Regions from separate parts of the Arachis hypogaea genome. Here region 2 is linked to region 1. Evidence: chromatin contacts called from public Hi-C data. All regions are on one chromosome and are shown on one strand. The core of a region is the stretch at or near the end of the contact, and the rest is flanking DNA. Distances in the headings are between cores, read along the strand shown. Region 1 has its middle 6.7 kb from the start of LOC112722685. Region 2 holds the start of LOC140176696.

Evidence for each region. A called contact is a pair of places that touch in the nucleus more often than the background predicts.
Region 2: a contact with region 1 is called in a Hi-C map of an unstated tissue, with 4 times the contacts expected there. The contact joins the promoter of LOC140176696 here to the enhancer-like site in region 1. A contact is called at or near these places in 2 of 8 Hi-C or Micro-C datasets (leaf and an unstated tissue).

What each region holds. Positions count from the first base shown.
Region 1 is chr2:18,072,893-18,075,915 of arahy.Tifrunner.gnm2.J5K5, forward strand. No RefSeq gene overlaps it. Among protein-coding and RNA genes, the nearest start is that of LOC112722685, 6.7 kb to the left of the region's middle. Within about 2 kb of position 1,404, at least 3 of the 3 cell types and tissues checked have open chromatin away from gene starts, as enhancers often do.
Region 2 is chr2:18,151,289-18,154,311 of arahy.Tifrunner.gnm2.J5K5, forward strand. LOC140176696 reads right to left here and starts at 1,631. Exons shown (of 4, transcript XM_072208241.1): 1 at 1,519-1,631; 2 at 1-267. The coding sequence starts at 1,631. It also overlaps the pseudogene LOC112740634.

The DNA of each region.
Region 1 (3,023 bases), core at 154-2,653:
GGTGGGGAAGGGTGTGGAATATCGGGGCTGAGAAAGCGATAGACTTACTCTGTTATTTAATAGCTATAGCTAATGTGGACAGTGATTGTTATTTATAGTAAAAACCTAAGGGAGGAGCATAAAATGATTTTAAAAATATTGCATCAAACCACCAAATACCCAATCGAGAATATCATATAATCAAATGATTAAATAAAATTAAGCGATCATGTTAATAGGTAAATAGGTAAATAAGTGGGCCCACCGATCCGGATAGATGAGTTATTATTCCCTAGATATAAAAGCAAATAACATTTAATACATTAATAATATGTTAACATAAGAGGGTGCATCAATAAAAAATAATAATAAGAATAGTAGGAAAAATAAAAAAATAATGAAAATCATTGACAAAGGGGCCAGAGTTTATCTCCTTAGCTCGTTTGCGATAAGGATAAATTGATGGATCACTATGTAGTACCCTCTAGCTCGAAGAAAAAATTTGAAGGAAAAAATGATCCCGCTCTCTGGAGAAAGGGCAAGAGAAATTAAAGTACAGACATGTCGTCATTAAATGCCAGTGAATAAATGCCAAAACTAAGAAACCCAAATAGATGAACTTTGATCAAGGCGGTGGAAATCAACATCTAACATGGCTAAAGAGGTAACAACAAATAATGAAAGAAAAAATTATCCTTAAATAATTTGATAATAACTATTTAGCAGGGGGAAGAAGTGTAGCTTTACTTATTGCTGGTAGGAAAAGGTATTTTCACTAGGTCTTTGAAGGTTTGAACAAATTACAGCATCAACGAAGGGAAACAGGTCAACAAAATTAAGTGCATTTAATGGGCCCTAGGGTTGAGTTGGGAAAAAGGGTTCAAAATCTAGTTCCGAGAGAAACACGGTATACGAAAAGAAAATGGAGGCAATATAGACAAATACTGAAAGTTGTGAGCCGTGACCCGATAGTGGTACGAAATAAAACTTGGAAGTGCTGGTGCTATTCGGAAAAATACACAGATAATAAAACGTAATGAAAAGGGATCATGACTTAAAGCGGTTAAAAAAACATATATATATATATATATATATATATATATATATATATATATATATATATATATATATAAAGGTTCTAAAATGGATATTTTTTGTTATTGTGGATGATATATGAGGCCCGACCCTTTTTAAAATTTAATCAGTTTGGGCTTCCTTTAGCCACATGCGGGACAACATTGTGTTGGAACAAAAGCCCATAAAATCAGTGAAACTTTGCAAAATAACATATTGCAACCCAAACTCTTTTCATATTAATCATCATGGACTTCTTTTTCCATGTGGGCAAGAACATGGCATTGATTGGTAAGAATTTAAATAAGAGCCAGTAACAACGGGTAATCATCATGGACTTCTTTTTTTATGTGGGCAATAACATGGCTTTGATAGATAAAAATTCAAATAAGAGCCAGTAACAACGGGTCTAACGGGTTACACTGGAATCCTTTTTAATACTTTAGAGGCCCGCTGGCGGCCAAAAACTTTTATGGCACCAATTTAAGTGAATCTTGCAAATCATAATAACTGTGTTGACTAACCATAGTGAATAAGGGAAGTCTTAAAAAGACAATGCTTTGGGAGTGCAATGACTAAACGCATTTCAGAAAGGGGAGGTGCAGTGGTTACATCAGGCTTTTACAGAAACCCAAAGACAACCAGGTGAATGCATTTGAAGGCTGAATGGTCACCAGTCACGTATGTGCACAGAATCGGGAGGTTCAGTCACAAGGCTCATAAGACATGTTCATCGCTTCATTTCAGGTCAAACACAGTGTGCAGAAAGATAACTTTGGGTGGATATGGTGTAAAGCATAAATATAAAGGAAAAAATAAATTGCGAGCTATTCGTAAATGAAGGCAGGCGAAAAAGACCACGAGAGTAAAAATTCGATACCGAAGTTTTATAAAAAAGAACTCATAGTCTAAAGTGAATTATTATGACAACAGCAATGAGGGCTGGTTGATAAAAATCCCATAGTAAACAAACAATGCCTTACAACAAAGGAAATGTAGCCAAAAAAAAAGATCCTAACGACACACGAATAAGAAAAGACATAACAAAACAGGGTGATGCATGGAAACAAAGACCCAATTTCAGCTGCCCACGCCTATTGGCCACTTTATTAACATAATGCGAAGGAAAAGTCAACTAAATCACATCACAAAAGATTACATGACATTGCTCACACACACAGGGAAAAGATGACAACACTTTTGATGGAAACAACGGCTCCCTATCTCATGCGACCAACAAATCTAACAACTCCGTCATCGAGACAAATAGCACGAAATTGCGCCTCTGACATAGCAGCGTCAAATGATGGATCAAAGACATCAAAGCCACAGATGAAATGATTAATGCTAAGGAGGACGACACCGAGCAAACCACATGGAGTTTCCATCAGATTAGGGTCACCAATAAAGAGAGACCGACCCCACTCCATTCCGTCAGACGATCCAATGTTTATGGCAACCAAGTGGACCCCGAACCTAACAGAGGACCGCTCATAGCTGACGAAGTCCACACCGTCTTCGCGACCAATTAACACAGGATGCTCAACACACATATTTGCACCTATCTCAATTTCGCTCCATATAGAATCAAGAGAGGAATACCTAACCACAGAAACGGGTTTCTTCCAAAACCACCCTTCACTATTGATCCAAAAAACACAATGTTTGAAAACTGCATACCTATTGCCCAATTTGTCAACCATAGTCGGTGTTTGAACACAAGGGGTCCAATGACCCACTTCCGACTCAAAAACGTTCATGTCGTACCCAGCAGATACCAGGTGACGTTTGGTTAGGCTCATAATCCTATAGCCATCGCAACCATATACGCCCACAAAGGCATATGCAGACCAATCATCGCGGTGGTTAAAGTGGTAGCAATTAGACCCTGGATCGGTGATGAGAGACCTCCAAGAACTAAATGGATTCCATATAACTAAGAAACTAGAATGCCCATCGATAGAGAATCT
Region 2 (3,023 bases), core at 381-2,880, 79 kb after region 1:
CAAAATGTTTCCCCCTTTTGATCGGTACCAACTACAGGGTCAGTTGAAACATTTAACCATGCACTGATCAACATCTCATCCTCTTTCCAATGCCAGTGTTGAATACTATCTTGCCTCTGATCTTCAATATCATCATTGAGGTCGATAGCATCTAATTCATGAGGGTTGGCAAAATCTGAATATTGCGAATTTGGACTAGATTGTATAGGAGTCTGAGAGGATGGGTTAGAAGAGCCACCAACACCAGATGAGTTATGTCTTGATGCACTAAATTGAGTTGGAAACGGCAAGGAAGTTGGAGTAACATTTCCGATAGAAGGGTTACATATGGATGAAAATGGTAAATGGGGTGTTTGTGAATTTTGGTTTTGTGGTTGGAATATAGGAAATTGATTATTATAAGGAGTTTGAAAATTGAAATTAGAGAGATTTTGTGGATTTGGATTTTGAAATGTATTTGGTAGTATGAAGTTTTGATTTGGAACTTGAGAGTTTGAGGTTTGAGATTGTTGGGTATTTGGAATTTGAGGAAAGTTTTGTAAGTAATTGAAGAAAGAGTTGAGTTGGTTTGGATCCATTTTTTGAACAAAAAATAATAGTAGCAGAACTTTGATTTTGTAAACTTATAAGAAGATGAAGAAGAGTTGTAGAGAGTGTGAGAATACAAGTGTATCTAAGTGGTATATATAGAGTAACAAAATATTAATTTATTAATAATAACGGTAACATAGTAACAACTAGTTTCTAACGGCTATTTTTACAACGGTTAGTTTTACAACGACTAAATTAATATAATAATATAAATATAAATAATATTTAATATTAATTATGATATAAATAATTAATATAAATTATTAATTAAATAAATATTTAATTATTTAATTTATTTAATTATTATAATTATTATTAAATTAATTATAATTTAATTACTTAATTAATTATTATTTAAATAATTAATATAAATTATTAATTAAATAAAAATATAATTATTTAATATAATTAATTATTATAATTATTATTAAATTAATTATTATTTAATTATTTAATATACCTATTTAGCTAATTAACATTATATATAATTATTTATTTTCTAACTAACTTGCCAAATGGCAAGTTTTGATTGTTTCATTGGAGTCCCTATTCAGAGGGACTCCTGCTTCTTGGAATTCGTGTGGGAACTCCCTTTCTTCCCACTCCAACGCATAAGCTTTCTTTTCTTCTGACACAATAGGAACTGGGCTTCATTTTTTTCTCCTGTTGGAGATGCTCTAAAGAGCTAATTTGGTATAGATATACGGAGATGGGGACAGATTGACAGGTACCCTTGGTGTGTGACTGGAGGGAGCAGGACCTGACAGTGTTCAGTCTCCTGGCTTGAATGGTTTAGCTGAGCCTTGTTATTCCTAGCGCCAACGGAGGAGCATGGAAAATCTTGGGCTCCCTTATATTGTCAATGCTGATATTGGGCTGGACCCTTTTTGTTATGTGATATTTTTGTAATAGATGAACAGAATTAACATGGTCCATTTGAGGTTTTTTAAGAATAGGAGGCATAGACTGCCGCCGTCGTCCTGGCTGCGGAGCTTCTGTCCTCGTGTCGTCGGCATCCGCGGTATAGTATTTTCCGGCATTGTGCGGGACTCGTGGTCCGAGTAGCTATCCCATCCGTGATTCACCAGTCGCCTGGCGGTGTTTACTGTCGTCGTCTACCATTGCCTCCAACCGTCCTTCCCAGTATTCTGCTCTCCGCCTTCATCGCAGGTAATGTTAATTGTTGCTTAGCTTTTTTCCTAGTCTGCTCAATTCGTGGCATTGTGTCACTGCTTGATGATCATTAATGACTCGGCTGACCCCTTGTTGCCTAAGTTGAATATGCTGTTAATTAAGTTGAAGATTTTGTTGAGAATGGTGTGACAAAATTGGACTAGTTGCCTAAATTGGACTCTGCTCAATTTTACAGATATTAGTATGTAATTTATACCGTATGGGTGATTCCTATGTTTCTTTATTCTATTGGTCCTGGCGTTGATGGCCATATCATTTCTAACCGGCGTGTGGTTATTAACAACAGAATCAAGAGGAATTTTTATCGAAATCCTCCTACTCGAACAAGAAGGAAGATAGTTTACTACTCTTCTTTATATTGTAATTCGACCTATTGGTCCGCACTCCTCCTTATCCTTTAGGTAGGATATTAGGATCATCGTTGGTCCTTCTTTCACTAATCAAGTAATGATCTCACATTCTCACTATTTTTCAATGTTCTGAAAATCGGTTTGAACCGATCGGTCAAATCGATTGAATTCGGGAACTAATGGAAATTACAATTCGGTTATATGCCAAAATCGAAAAAAAAGAAAACCATTGTTGAACTGTTAAACCAGTCGATAATCGGTCAGTCGAACCGAACCGACACCTGGCCGATTTTCTACTTTGCCCAAAAATGCTCAAAATGCGCCGTTTAGCATTCAGTAAACCCCCAACCCTAACCTGTTATCAACCCTAACTCACTCCAACTCTCCAACAGGTAGCACACCTTCCCTCGTCCCTCCCATCACCCTTGAGTTAATCATTCCTCTCAACGCCGACGAGCTTAGTCCTTCCCTTTCGTTCAGCCGCTGGACTACTCCCGACACCGTCGCCAGTTGGAGTTTCGAAGTTCACTCGGTCCCTCACTTAGCTCTAACGTCTCAGACTCTCAGCAGTGGAAGCATAGTTAGTGCTCGCCTCCTACCTCCGTCGCTAGCTCTCCGTTTCCAGCGCCATCATCCTTCTTGCATTGGAAACTGTAATGGAGTCTCTGTTTGATTTTGATTCTGATTTGTTTTTATTCTGAACCTTTTCATGATTGTAGGTTTGACTCTGATTTATTTTTATTCTTCCGTTGTCCTTCCTATTGTTGATTCTGATTTGTTCTTTGGTTGGGTTGTTCTTGATTCTTTGGTTGAATTGTTAATTCTATTTTTTTTACTTTGAATTTTTTGTTCTGTTTTTTTTTGTTAATTCTGGTTTAGGATTGATTC